4 separate regions of the Mus musculus genome follow, and all the other regions are linked to region 2. Evidence: chromatin contacts called from public promoter capture Hi-C data. All regions are on one chromosome and are shown on one strand. Each heading gives the region's core, a stretch centred on a gene start, on an enhancer-like site or on the middle of the called end of the contact. The rest is flanking DNA. Distances are from core to core; before and after follow the strand shown.

Region 1 (3,601 bases), core at 885-3,384, 3.1 Mb before region 2:
GTCTGGAAACTTTCTGAGTGACATGCTGAGACAAGCCCACTACTCTCATGCTTTGGAAGGTCGGACGATAAGTCCATTGTCTTGTCCGGCAGAATGCTAAAGTAAGTTTGGCAAAATGAAAGTTGAATCATTATTCTGAGTACGTTTTTTTAATGTTCTGTACCCCTCACCTAATTCTCTTGTCTTTAACTCCATTTTTTTCTCTAGTTAGATTTGTTTGTTTTGAGGGTTTCTAGGGACGTTAGGCAAGTTTTCTACTACCAAGCAACAACCCCAGCCCTCTAATTTTGTGCCCTGTTCTTTAGCTCCCATTTGTAGAGAACTTTTGTATCTGAAATGCTTAAAATCTCTGGAACTATGGTCAGTTTTTAAGACCGAGATAAATAACAGTAGTGAGATAAAGAACATTCTAGAAACTACTGGTTCTTCCCGCTTCCACGTAGCCAAGAGGCTAGGGTTCCAAGCTATGATTGGGCTTTAATAACCTGAAAGTAACCTGAGGCCTTTTAAATTCTTACCACAGATAATCTCAGTAATACAGGACTCTATATTGGTACCAATAAGGAAGGAATTCTGGTACTGGGCATGCACATTAGAAGAGGGTCCATTATCAGGCTTGCTTCAGAGGTACTGAATATAAGCAGCACCCAAAACCACTAATGGGCCTGCCTTCTAAGCAATGAATTATTTGTATCAAGTTTTGTCCACCTCTGCTTATTACTGGGTAGGTGATAATTTCCTCTCGTGTCTTAGTTTTCTTCTGAAGGTTTGTTTTTTCCTCCCTACGTTGCACCAGAAGGATATCATACCTCTAACTTGGGAGTCTTAATTGTTTTTCTCAAAAGGAACCTTACCCACCCACCCCCGATATACAGAGACACACATGCACACATCCACACTACGTTTCCCTCCTCTTGAGATAACTTTTTCCCCCCAGTAGGAGATGCTGAGTGATAACTTCAGATGAGCAGATCCGTGCCAGGTTTGGAAAGACTAGAGGGTAAACACTGGGTAATCCAGGTGAGAGCACCACAGAACAATACCCTAGAGACCCAGCTGGGTAGTTAGCATTTCTTATGCTAACTGAACTTTGATTTGTGGCTAAATGAAGTTCAGAATAGAGCCAAGACTCGTTTTATACATGTTTAGACTTGTGGGTGAGCCTGAACAGCTGATAACATATTTACCAGTGTGAATTATCAGGTACTTTGCAACACTTTATTTCAATGCAGTATCCTCCTATAAAGAGTTAAATCCCCCTGCCCCTCTTAGTTTGTTCAATATCATGTCTTAAGAAATTAGTTAAGTTTCTAAAAGCTGCCCTTAATACTGGAAAGCTTCAAAAACATAAAAGAACTCCCTTTAAAAATCCCGACATATGATGGAGAACCCAGAAGCTTAAATTTAAGTAAATAAAGCGGTGATTACAAATGCCTGTTTCCTTGACAACTCCCCTCCCCCAGCCCTCCTGCGATAGGGAAAAACCAAAATGAAAACGAGAGGAGGGGGTATCTACAGAGTCACGTTGCGTTCCAGCGAGGCCCAGCCAGGCCAAGCCCAGGAAGGAAATACAAATAAATCAATTTAGATTGGGACTGTATTTTTGTGGAGTATATTTTTGTGGTTGTCATAGAAACACCAGAGACAGAAGAACGTGTTGCACGAAAAGAGAGCCCGTATATGTAACAGGAGCCATCGCTACACCTTCACGGTAGCCAAGAAAATGCTTCCACCCTGGGAGGGCTGCTCGCAGAGCCCCCAGAAAGCTCCTCACAATCTGGCACAAAGCAGTGGTCGCGGAGCCCCGGTGCTCCTCCCTCTGCCCCCACCCCCACCCCCGCATCATTCGCTCCAACCCCACCAGCATCCCGCTCCGAGCCTATCCCTTCCAAAGTACTAGGAAACCAGCCGAGCAGAGGGACCCCTGCCAGAGAAGGGCATCCGATCATCACACGCCACACCCCAGGAGAAGGTGCCTGGTAATCGTACCAACACCACCTACCTCGCTCCGGGCAGTTCTTTGCATTGGTGCTCACAAGCCAGAACTGCGAGGCAGGAGCCTGAGGTTCAGAAACTGCCTCTACTTTAGAGAAGCTGTAAGTCAGCCAACACTGGAAAGAAAAAGCGAGACTCCACCCAAAGGGGTGGACCCTTCGGGAAGGGAAAAAAAGGTGGTCCTCGGCTGACGTCTCTCCCCACCCATGTCACTTCCTTTTAAAGCTACGACTTAGCAGCTACTGGGAGGGAAGCTCGGACCCCGTGTAACATGAGTCACCCTCTCCTTCCAATGAGTGTAAAGAAGTGTCCAGCTCGGCCTCCTGTTGGAGCCAGATGGGGATTGGGATCGAGTAGTCACCCGCGTGGATAACAAAGCCATCCCAGTGGCCTGCCGCCACTCGCCCAGCTCAAGAGCCCTGTTGCATCCCCGTGCAAACAGCCTGAGAAACCTCGGCCTCCTGCCCTGGAAATTGCCCCCCCCCCCACGCCCCAAGTCCCCTGTGCCATTTCGTTTGGGGGTGGGGGTGGGGGGAAAACAGGATGAAAGCTGAAGCCCGCGCACTCTAGTGCCTTGCTCACCTCTCCTGGCCACCACTCCGCCAGCCCGGAAGCCCCTTCCAAGATCACGCCCAGCGTTCCCGAGACTAGGACCAACAGACCTAGGATGCCCGGAGCTCCTGTGGATGGATGCTCTCCTTCCAAAGCTGGGTGCCAGCGGGTGCCAGGACTGCCTACTCATGCTAGTGCGCACAAGCAGGCAACACACACATGCACATGACATTTACACTCTTGTTAAGTTAGCAAGGGTCTGAGCAGATTAACCGAACAGAGTCCTGAAACTTTAAGGGGGCGGGGGGGGGGCGGTGTTGGAAGTGCGCAAAGGCCAGGTCTGTGACATTCCTGGAAAGGTGAATTCAATCTCTGGGTGCCTAAAGTGCCCTTCAAATACGGGCTGTTCAAGACACTGTCGCAGATGTTTACATATTTACAGAAAGAATGCCCCGTGGTCGCTCTACTTTCTAGCGCGAGCAGTACTGAGAAGTTCCTCCTCCAGGCTGCAGAAGCACGGCAAATAGCTTGCCCTGCAGACAGGAGCCAAGAAGAAGGTACTCAAGAAGCAGGAAAAGGGTTTGGACTTTGACATCCTGAAGATCATCTAGAATGTGAGAGGAGCAAAGCCAAATGGAGTGAGGGTGGAGGGCATAAGGAAGAATCCAAACCGAAAGCCCATTTGTGGGGTGTAAAAATTAACTTGAACGGCTAGCAAGGGCTATAAAAGTTGTTAGTAAAGAGTTTCCTATAAGTACTGGAGAGATGAGGTGGCTCCGGGTTTAAGAGTGCTTACCGCTCTTGAATAAGTCAGGGTTCAGTTTCAGGCACCTGGCAGCTCACAATTGCCTTTAACTCTACGGAATCCATCACTCTCTGATGTTGGCCAGGGGCACCTGCATGAATGTGGTGCACATAAACTCACATAAGTACACACGCGCGCACGCATATACACACACACACACACACACACACACACACACACACATAACATAAATTACTCCGAATTTTTGTTCTTGGAATCCAATGTAATATTTAAGTTCTTGTTCTTGTT
Region 2 (3,610 bases), core at 1,071-3,570:
GTGGTCAAACCCAGCTCCCAGCCACCCCAAGCACAGCCCTAGGTGAAAAAGAGCCATACTCTGTCCTACGTGAGTGACCGTGGCTAGGTGGTGAAACAAATACTTCTGGGAATGGGATTGTTAAGACTTCCCAAACTGATCAGCTTAGTACTTCAAAGAAGTGCCCTTATCAATTAATAAAATATTAATGTGACTTTTATCAAAGCTGATAGTCCTGCATTTCATCCAAAACATGTGCAGGAAAAAAATGTGTGTCACCAACTGAGGAAAGGTACACGCTGCATCAGAGCAGTCCTTCTGTTAGTTTATGTCCAGAAAACACTCAAAGCCACCAGTCCAGTGAGGCTTTTCTAATTAGCACAGCCATTTTCAACCTGGGATCAGGTGACCCCACACAGAATCAGGAGCAGGGGCCAAAGAACACATGCGCACCAGTGCCCCACTCAGCTCTCTTTCCATTCACCCAAGGCCCCACCCAAGAAACAGATTGGGTCTTCCCACCTGTCTTAGTCAGGGTTTCTATTCCTGCACAAACATCATGAACAAGAAAACAAGTTGGGGAGGAAAAGGTTTATTCGGCTTACACTTCCATACTGCTGTTCATCACCAAAGGAAGTCAGGACTGGAACTCAAGCAGGTCAGGAAGCAGAAGCTGATGCAGAGGCCATGGAGGGATGTTAATTACTGGCTTGCTTCCCCTGGCTTGCTCAGCGTGCTCTCTTACTACCAGACTACCAAGACTACCAGCCCAGAGATGGTCCCACCCACAAGGGGCCTTTCCCCCTTGATCACTAATTGAGAAAATGCCTTACAGTTGGATCTCATGGAGGCATTTCCTCAACTGAAGCTCCTTTCTCTGTGATAACTCCAGCTGTGTCAAGTTGACACAAAACTAGCCAGTACACCACCTCAGCCCATTTAAGAAAACCTCTCAGGGCATGGCCACAGGGCAACCTCATTTAGACAATTTCTTTTCAGAGCTCCTTTGTGAATTTATTTTGTGTCAGGTTGATAATCAAAATTAACTATCCCCTTGGTGTCTGTGTTGTAGGGTTTTATAGGGGGGATACCTCTCTCCAAGGTACTGACCAACACACACATGCACACCATACATGCAAAAACTAGACCAGCCTCAGAAGGGTCATAAAAGTCCAGGTTCAGGAAGCTCTACAGATACTGGTCTCCAATGTACCTCAGCAGACATGAGCCACATGCTTACTCTAATGACAAGAGACCATGTCTCCCAGCAGATGTCCTGCCAATGGCCTGGCTCTGAGCCTTGTGTGTGTTGAGTGTCTAGCATGCGGGCTGACCTGGCTAAGCACAACTGAGGCTGTTACCAGTTAGCCTCGTCACTCTCAAGGGACATCTGCAGTGTTGTCAGTGTCCCATCAATGTCAATGACCTCCACATCACTGCATGTGGATATGGGGGTTGGCTGTGCACTAGGACAGTAGACTTGCAACCTGTTGCTCTAGCAATATTCCCTGAGTGAACTCTGCCTCTCAATACTGGTGGTGTCACTTAGAGCTAGACTGTTAGGTTGTTAGATTTATTACATGTGAGCTGTTCCCTACTTTTATTATGTGTGGACAATCATCTATGTATTCGAAACAGACACCTGCTTGCCTGCCTGCCTCTCTGACCTGTAAGTCACATACCAAGAGAGCGGTGTGGTACAGGAAGTTTTGCAAAACTCTCAGCTTCAAAACAAAAAGCACTGAACGAGTATGGTGAGCCCCTCCATCCCTTTCCCTCCAAGGTACTTTTACACACACACACTCCATACGCCTTTACACACATCCTATAACACACATACCAAGGTGATAGTTACTTTTGATTATCAGTCTGACACAAAATAGAATCCAGGAAGGAACTCTCAAAAGAAATTGTCTAGATGAAGTTGTCCTGTGGCCATGACCTGAGGGGTTTTCTTAAATGGGCTGAGGTGGGAAGACCCACTCTGTTTCCTGGCGGGGTCCTGGAGCTGAGTGGAGAAATGGTGCGCGTGTGTTCTTTGCTCTCTGTTTCCGGTTGAGGACAGAAGTAGCCAGCTTCCTTAAGCTTCTGAAAGGTCTGAGTCGCTGGGTCCAAGCAAACCCTCCTGATCCAGGAGCTGACTTCCTGCCACCAGAAAGGTTTTTACTTTCAAAACCACTTCTGAGAAACCAGCTTTCCTGGACAAACATCAACCGGGTCAAAACCCACAAAAATAGAGGCAGACCACTTACAGTCAGGTTCCTGATCCTCAGCCATTGCCCCTCTGGTCGGCTCGCTGCCAACGGAAGCTGCAGTTGCCAACGGAAGCTGCAGTTGCCAACGGAAGCTGCAGTTGCCATGGAAACAGTAAATATTCCTAGCCCCTCCCCCTCAGTGTAACTCTGGCGCCCGGCCACAGGGTGGCAGAATAACAGAATAGCCAGGAGTCTGCCACCTTCCCCAGCCAGGTCTGGGAGCCCTGGAGGGATGCTCACTGGTTTTACTTTGCAAAACAAAACTAGGCAAGATTCATTACAGAGCATGGGACAAAAGATAACTGGTGTCCCCAGTGAATGTGCCCCCGCTGCAGTCCTTGGTTCTAGACGCAAGAACCAGAGCACACGGGATGCTAAAGAGGAGGGCTGAGGTGTTTCTGGACACGCGATAGGGTCACCAACTCAGATCCTCGAGTTCAGACAGAAAGGGAAGAACTCTGGTTTGCACAAGGCATGTGCTAGTAAGAGCGGCACCTCCCCTACTTCTGGAAAATGTTAATCTCCCCCCCCCCCCCACCCTACGGCCGAAAAAAAAATTCTTCCAAATCATGGCTTATGTCAGCGTAATCATTCTATCCCTTAGGTGACAAAAATCAGAACGTCAAGGGTCAAATATGTGTCGATTCTTAAGAATATAGTAAAACCCATATTCCCTCCTATTGTTTAGTCGTCTATCAAAGTGATTGAAGGAGAAGTATATTCAATTATTATCACTGCAACGACCTGTCAAAACTAAGGTGGATTTTTGTGGAAGCAAATCCCTGGCTCACTGCCCATGTTGTCCCCACGTGGGGGAGGGGGTGGCTCCTGAAGGCAGAGGAATGGAAGGACCAGACACCTGCGTTCACCCAGGGAAGAGTTTTGAGCAGCAATGGCTAAGTGCTATGGAAAGCCAGGAAGAACAGAGTTGCACCTAGTCCCAGGTGACCTATAACCTTAACCTATGACTCGGGCAGTGAATTCTGACCCTTTCAGCCTGGTTTGATATGAAAGGGAACTAGCAACTTTTCCACAGTGCCAGGCTGGAACCCACTCTTCAGAGGCAAACGAATGCCCTACCACCGAGCCACACACCCTGACCCCTTCCCCGTGAGGCTCAGGGCAGAGATGGTGGTGTTGGAGGAGGTAGAGCACATGTACACACAGTCTACCTCTGTCTTGGGTTTCTATTGCTGTCATAAACACTATCACCAAAAGCAACTTGGGAAGGAGGGTGTTTATTTCAGTTTACTCTGACCTTGAAGGAAATTGGAACTCAAACTGGGCAGAAACCTGGAGGCAGGAGCTGATGATGCAGAAGGCCACAGAGGAGTACTGCTTACTGCCTTGCTTCCTGTGGCTTGCTCAGGCTCATT
Region 3 (3,382 bases), core at 588-3,087, 3.9 Mb before region 2:
GGTAGTTCCATCTCCAACTTCTTTGTCTTGCAGGTCAGCCAGCTCACACAGAACTTTGGCTGCGGGATGTTCTACCTCCAGTAACTTCAGGATGGTGGCACCATCGTTAGTAATGGTTACATCCTAAGAAATATGAAGGAATAAGTGGTCAACACAGAAACCAAGCTCTAGGATGCCATCCATACTCAGGTAAAAACAAAGACTTTACCAAAGATTTTTTTTTGAAATTTAAAACAATGTACTTTTATCAAGGCAAGCAAGAGCAATTAGATATATACTTACACCAATATCATCCACCAACATTTTATCCAAGCCAACTGGCCCAAAAGAACTTTTAACAATGTTGGCAATAGAAGCTGCAGCCATAACTGTAGATGAACAGTGAAAACTAATTAGAACAACACATAAACTATGACACTCAACTACCTATGATTTGCTAAAATCTAAAGTCTGTAATTACTATTTAAAAAAAAAAAAATCAAGCCGGGTGTGGCGGCGCACGCCTTTAATCCCAGCACTCGGGAGGCAGAGGCAGGCAGATTTCTGAGTTCGAGGCCAGCCTGGTCTACAAAGTTGCTTCCAGGACAGCCACAGCTATACAGTGAAACCCTGTGTGTGTGTGTGTGTGTGTGTGTGGGGGGGGGGGGGAATCACTTACTTAAGGACCAGTGAAGGTTAACTATTCTTTTTTCTATTTAGTATTGGTATATCACCGATTGCAAAGATTTTAATGCCTCAAATTATAAGCAATCTTAAGTTCATTCCTTACTACTACACTAGGGGGGAAAAAACCCTTTAAGTTCAGCCTTTCTCTTCAGACTCTGGCAAGTTTAGTAAGAATATTAGATAGTTCACCAGGATAAAGTAGTAGTAATTTCTAAGAGAGTTGTTTAAAAAAAAAAAAAAAGCACAACACAGAACACGGTTCCTGCAAGGGAATGCTTTCAAGAACAAATTCAACCACAGCAAACCACGTGCTTACTCGTATTAAAGTTAACCACGATAAAGGCAGCTAAAAGTATCGCTTAATAACGTTCAGTTTGCATTCCGTTACGTTTTACTGGGGGAGCAGCTGTCACCTGCAGATTCTGGGCATCCAAGAACCAGACCAGGGAAGGGAAGCAACGCAAAAGCCACCTAGATTCTATGAGCATCTTCTCAAGGGCCAATGGAACCGGTGAAAGCTACTCTTTTCTGGCTATGTCAGAGGTGCTCCAACCGGCTTGGAACCCAACAAAGGAGCAGAGGGGAGTGGCGGAGAAGTCTATCTGGAGCTCCTCTACTAGGTATTGGGGCACGGACGCCCACACCCATCTTGAACGCCTCCCCCAACCGTGTGCATTCTCGAACATTCTTCCCTTACACGGTAGGGCGCAATGGCGCCGAGCCGGCCGCTAGTGAGGGCGGATCCGGGATGGCTGGGCTTCTCCTGAAGGAACTTCACTGGGCCCGGCGGACAGCCCCGGCCTACGGACTGCGGCTGGGCTTCGGCCTGCGCCGCCGCGAGCTGGACCCTTACCATTCTCTCGCCCTTACCATTCTGGGAGCGGACCGCCTCCCCAGTGCTGCGGTCCCCGAACACGGACAAAGGACCCTCCATCTTCAGGAAACGAAGCAAAGCTCACTACGGCCGCAGACAACCGATAGCTCCGCTCTGAGACCGTTTAACGGCCACCACGGCGGGGACCACGGCGTGGAAAGGCCCGAGCGATGCCGCGGGGCCTGCTGGGTAACACGCCCTGCGCGCTCTCCACGCTCCACCAACCGCAAGGTCTGCCGGGAAAGCGGTAGGGATTGACAGACGAGGGCTGGGCGGGGCGAAAAACTGAAAACGCCGGAAGTAGGGGGCTGCGGGACGCTGGGTCAACTAGAGACAGTAGAAGAAAGGCGCGAAAGTGGAAAACGGAAGTCAGGCTCTTGGCCACGGCTAGCGTGTCCCGCCCTCCGCCTCAACGTCTGCGGTGATTGGTGAGCCAGGGATACCGATCGCTCACTCGGCCACTCAGCACCAGGGAGCTTGTTAGTTCCGGGTCCTTGAGACACCGAGGTACTGCCGGCCCTTGTAGCTTTACCCACAGTTAACATGGCTGCGACTAGTTGTTCCCCGAGACGACCCTGAGCAAAGGAAGATAGGGCACTGTGTGACTTTGCCCAGGTCCCGTCAGCCATGGCGCTTCGGCCGCGGTTCTGGAAATGTCTGTCAGTTTGCAGGAAACTGGGTAACTAATCTCGCCCCACCTCCTTGCCTGCGCTCTGTGCACAGTACGTGTGCATTTGCAAATGCGATTTTGTACCTGATGTGGGAAAGTGAAAGATGCATGTGATCTTTTTCATTTTCTAGAGTGTGGGTTCGCAGCCCTCTCAACCAGTTCCGTGCCGGCCGTGCAGCCCGACGTGGAGAGTAAGGAAAACGAAGCGGTGGCCCCGGAGTTCACCAACCGGAACCCTCGGAATCTGGAGCTCTTAGGGGTAGCTCGGAAAGAACGGGGCTGGGCTACCGTGTGGCCTAACCGTGAGTTCTGGCACAGGTAATTAAAGTCGGCTTGTGACTGACTAAGCTGTGCTTAGCACCTTACCAATTTCACCAATCCCCTGACTGATCCTGCCAGGTAAGCCTCGGGATGTGTCAGGAAGATGACATGTGGGTAGAAAGCGACCTTGGAGCAAGCAACTAGTTAGTTGCCTTGAAGAAAACTTAAACGGTAATTTGAGAATAAGCGGCTATGTCCTGAGGCCTCTCTGAAGGTGACATGTCAAAAAGCTGAGATCTAAAGGACAGGAAGCCGCGAAATCATTTGCCATGAAGGCTATTCTAGCAAAGGAGGCTAGGAGGCTGGGATTGAGTGTCTGGAACTGACAGGCCTGTGTACCTACCTGTTCAGTAAGTAAAGGTGTGTGTGTGTAAGCTGTTACAGAATAGAGTGCTAAGTAGAATTAGTTATTAGCGTGCACATTAGGGTAAAGTTTGAGCCTTAATGATTTTTTAATGGGGGGAATAAAGGTTAAAAGTTCATTAATAGAAACATTTTATGAAATACATTTTAAAATTTGTATTCATTTAAAGCACTTACTGAGTTCACTGAGGACCCAGGCAGCTTACAATGGTCTGTAATTCCAGTTCCCAGGGATCTGACACCCTCTTCTGACCTTGGCACACAGCGATACATTCCCAAAAATAATCATACACATGGAAATAAATGTTAAATTTTATTTTGGGAGAACTACGCAGTTTAGATGAGTACCTTCATCACACAAAGCAAGTGCTTTACCTCTGAACTGCACTCCCCAGCCCCAAGATGGCTACTAACTGAAAGCATTGGATTTACAAGCAGTTATGCTAGATGCTTTAAATGTATGTCTTTTTTTTTTTTTTTTTTTTTTG
Region 4 (3,504 bases), core at 215-2,714, 4.0 Mb before region 2:
TTGAAGAAAGTAACATTAAAATGTTTGTACTACAATATATGTAACTTCAAAACCATAGCAACAATGTTATAACTACAAATCACTTAGTGAAACTGAGTGATTCTTAGGTATCTAGGACAGAGCCCTCTGTAGGCACAGAGCCAGAGCATGAAATTCAAACACTGCAGCTATATTCTTTCTTTTGTGTATCTTTCAGTTCCGCTATCAATTTTAATTTGAATTGATTCCTTTCAATTTGTTTTGGACTCTGGAGGGATTTTCTTGTTTTACCTATTCGTTTCATAAGTTTTGAAAACTCACAAGTCTTGCTGTTTCTACCTTTATCTCCTACAGCCATTACCCTCTTTTGAGTAACTATTAAGTTTCTGCAATATTCTTCCATTTTCTCGATATGTGCCTACATATATGTGTATATGTATTTCTACACCTTGCTTTATTCACTCAAGCCAGGACTCATTCCAAAGTAACACATAACTATTAATGTCTGCATCCTCACCAGGAAACAGGATTTCAATGTATATTTCCATTATAAACAAAGTTGATCCTCCTTCTATGGAATATTTTAAGGATCTGTGAACCATCTGTTCACGTCCTTCTCCATTTTCTTTAGTTTTCCAAGGACCCTGCGATGTAAACTACCTAGTGGTGGCATCTGGTCTCTACTGTAACTGTATCCTTATAAATGATCTCAGGCAGGGCACCTACGCTGGGGATTAACCGGGCTCATAAAACCGACTAAGCCTAAATATGACTGTCCCATCTGGGAAGTGCTGAAGAGACTGCCGAGCACCGCTGTTCTTGCTAGAGTACTCCAGAACCCTCACCCGGCTGCCTTCCCGGGGCTTCCAGTCTGCCCACACGCGCAGCCTCCTGGCTCCTCGACTCAAACCCAAAGACGCCCCGGGGCAAAGCCGGCGGCCCCAAGAACGGCGACGGCTTCTAAGTCCCCCTCCCCCGCCCCCAACTTAAAACGAGGGGCGCTTAAGCATGAAGCCGCTGTCTCCCCGTTCCGGCACGATGCGCGGAAGCATCCTGAGCTGTGAGACTGCCTGGAAGAGCCAATCACGCGCTTGTCGGCTCGGATTCCTCCGCCCAGGCCGCGCAGCAGCCGCAGGTGGCCCCGCCGAGCTTGTCCGGCAGCGGCCGTCGTCCCGAGATGCCTCGCGGGTGACCTCCGACCTCGCGGGCCCGCCCTTCTCTCCGGCCGCTTCCCTTCCCAGCCCCGCTGAGCTTGCAGAGCCCCGACGGGGCCGGTGCGGGCTTCCGCGGACTGTCTCCGTGCGGCGGCGGCGTAGTGCCGCTGCCTCTCCGCGCCCCGAGGTCCCGAGCGGGGCCGAGCCGGCCGCCCCTCGCCCCTTCTCTCCAGAGGCGCCCGGCGCGGTGACCGAGGAGGCGCCCGAGAGGCGCGTCTCGGGTGAGTGGGCCACGGGCGGGGTCTCCGCGGCGCGCTCGGGGCGGGGCGCAGTCCGGGCGGGGCGGGGCCGGCGGCAGGGCCGGCTTTCCTCCCTCAGCGCCATTTTGTGGCTGCGAGACCCGCAAATAAAGGTTCTCGCCAGCGCTGCGGCGGGAGGAGCGCGGGGGGGCCGGCGGCGGCGCGGCCTCGGCCTGTGTGACTGGCGGCGCCCGCGCAGCCTCGGGCTGGGAAGGTAGGTGCAGCCCGCAGCGGGAATGGCCACGAGGGCCTGTGGGGCCGGGGAGCGAGGCGCGGCCGCCCTAGACCCGGGGAAATGCACTCCGGGCCGGAAGGGCGACCGGGCCTGCGGCCGTGCAGGTTTCCCGTTAGGCAGAGCGGTTTGCTGCCCGTGGGGATCCTTGCACCGCTTCGCGGCCATTCTACTTCCGTCCCTGACGGCAGGGGACAGGGCGGGCGTTCCCGCGGCCGGGGAGGCGGGGAGGCCGGAGGCCGCCCTCTCGGGGCTGACTGGCCATGCCGGTCCTTTCCCCGCCTCTGTCGCCCCCTCCCACCTTCCAGGGTTCGTCACCGGGGACCCAGAGGTACCCACAGTTCTGTATGGCACAAGTGAAGCATTCTGTTTTGTTTTTTGGGTTTTTTTTTTGTTAAAAACAATTCCGTACCACGTAGTAGCTTGTCTTTGCAACCACGTTCACCTGTGGACTTCCATTTTTACATAAGTGCATGCATTGTGAGAGTAGTTCTTTTTTTTTTTTTTTTTTGACAGCTTAGTGGAATTTTTCGTGAACTTCTAGTCTAGTTTTGGATTTCTGTATGGCTGATTTGACCGTATTTAAAATTGTTTTGCATAAGACAGCGGGTGCACGGTAGAACAAGACCTAAGTTTTCCTCTCTGTGTACATGTTTTATGGGCGTGGGGGGCGGCTAGGCCTTGTGCATGCACGCTAGGCCAGCCTTCTGCCGTTCAGCAATTCCCCGAGCCCACAGTTCTTGGTTTGAGAATGAGGAAGTCAGTTAATTTGACCCCAAAGGACTAAGAATACACTGTAAGCTGGTTGTAAAGATCGGTGAGCCTGTTAAAGCTTCAAGGAGCATGTTATAATCCTCTACGTTTTATTTACGCCTTTTTCATCGTTTTCACGCTCTACCCTAGCCTTTTCATTTAGTTAATTTTATTGTTTGGAAAGATAGGTGGAAGTCACAGATCAGTTACTACAAATTCTACCTTTCTTTCCCTTTAGCTTATGTTTGAGCTTTGGGACTGGAGAGTTGGCTCAGCAGTTTCTCTTCCAGCACCGGAATGATGGCTCTTGACCATCCTTAACTCTTGTTCTGGAATTTTGACTTCCCACTTCTGACCTCAGTGGGTGGCATCAGGCGTGCACGTGATGCACATATATACGTGCAAAACATTCATAAAACATTTTTAAATGCGGTCTGGAGAGAGATGGTTCAGCGGTTAAGAGAACTGACTGCTCTTCCAAAGGCCTGAGTTCAAATCCCAGCAACCACATGGTAGCTCACAACCACCCATAAAGAGATCTGAAGCCCTCTTCTGGTGTATCTGAAGACAGCTACAGTGTACTTACCATATAATAAATTTAAAAATTTTTTAAATGCCTTTTTTTTAAACGCTTTTTTTTCTTTTAAACCAAGCATCATGTTTTCTTATAGGTAAACATGTAGACGATTTGAAACTATTGAAAACAGACATTTTTGAGGTGGCTAGGTTTCACTCATTCATTCACTACTGCTGGGGCAAGTTAGGGGAGGTTGCAGTCTACAGGATGGCTTCTGATATGATTGAAACTGAATTTTAAGGATTTGGGCAGATGGGTTTCTAAGAGTGCTTTAGTTCTTCACTCTTAAACAGATGAGTGTGTTTGTACACTATGTTATGACTTGTATTTTTTGTTTTTGTTTTGGTTTTTTTCTAGTTCATTTTTTTCCTTTTTTTAAATTTCATTTACATTTCCAATGCTATCCCAAAAGTCCCTCACACGCTCCCCCACCCACCCACTCCCACTTCTTGGCCCTGGCGTTCCCCTGTACTGAGGCATATAAAGTTTGCACGACTAATGGGCCTCTCT

Evidence for each region. Promoter capture Hi-C pulls out the DNA fragments that hold promoters and counts their contacts.
Region 1: a promoter capture Hi-C map of pre-B cells shows a contact between it and region 2. The contact joins the promoter of Agpat4 here to the promoter of 1700010I14Rik in region 2. A contact is called at or near these places in 4 of 39 promoter capture datasets (cranial neural crest, maxillary cranial neural crest, pre-B cells and 1 more).
Region 3: a promoter capture Hi-C map of pre-B cells shows a contact between it and region 2. The contact joins the promoter of Tcp1 here to the promoter of 1700010I14Rik in region 2. A contact is called at or near these places in 2 of 39 promoter capture datasets (cranial neural crest and pre-B cells).
Region 4: a promoter capture Hi-C map of second pharyngeal arch cranial neural crest shows a contact between it and region 2. The contact joins the promoter of Wtap here to the promoter of 1700010I14Rik in region 2. A contact is called at or near these places in 3 of 39 promoter capture datasets (cranial neural crest, pre-B cells and second pharyngeal arch cranial neural crest).

Annotation. Positions count from the first base shown.
Region 1 is chr17:12,117,817-12,121,417 of GRCm38.p6, reverse strand. It overlaps Agpat4 (1-acylglycerol-3-phosphate O-acyltransferase 4 (lysophosphatidic acid acyltransferase, delta)), which reads right to left and starts at 2,134. Exons shown (of 9, transcript NM_026644.2): 1 at 2,003-2,134.
Region 2 is chr17:8,987,043-8,990,652 of GRCm38.p6, reverse strand. It overlaps 1700010I14Rik (RIKEN cDNA 1700010I14 gene), which reads right to left and starts at 2,320. Exons shown (of 10, transcript NM_025851.3): 1 at 2,232-2,320. The coding sequence starts at 2,256.
Region 3 is chr17:12,914,784-12,918,165 of GRCm38.p6, reverse strand. Tcp1 (t-complex protein 1) reads right to left here and starts at 1,837. Exons shown (of 12, transcript NM_013686.4): 1 at 1,537-1,837; 2 at 283-368; 3 at 1-123. The coding sequence starts at 1,600. Mrpl18 (mitochondrial ribosomal protein L18) reads left to right here and starts at 2,075. Exons shown (of 4, transcript NM_026310.3): 1 at 2,075-2,219; 2 at 2,342-2,528. The coding sequence starts at 2,168.
Region 4 is chr17:12,990,219-12,993,722 of GRCm38.p6, reverse strand. It overlaps Wtap (Wilms tumour 1-associating protein), which reads left to right and starts at 1,464. Exons shown (of 8, transcript NM_001113533.1): 1 at 1,464-1,646.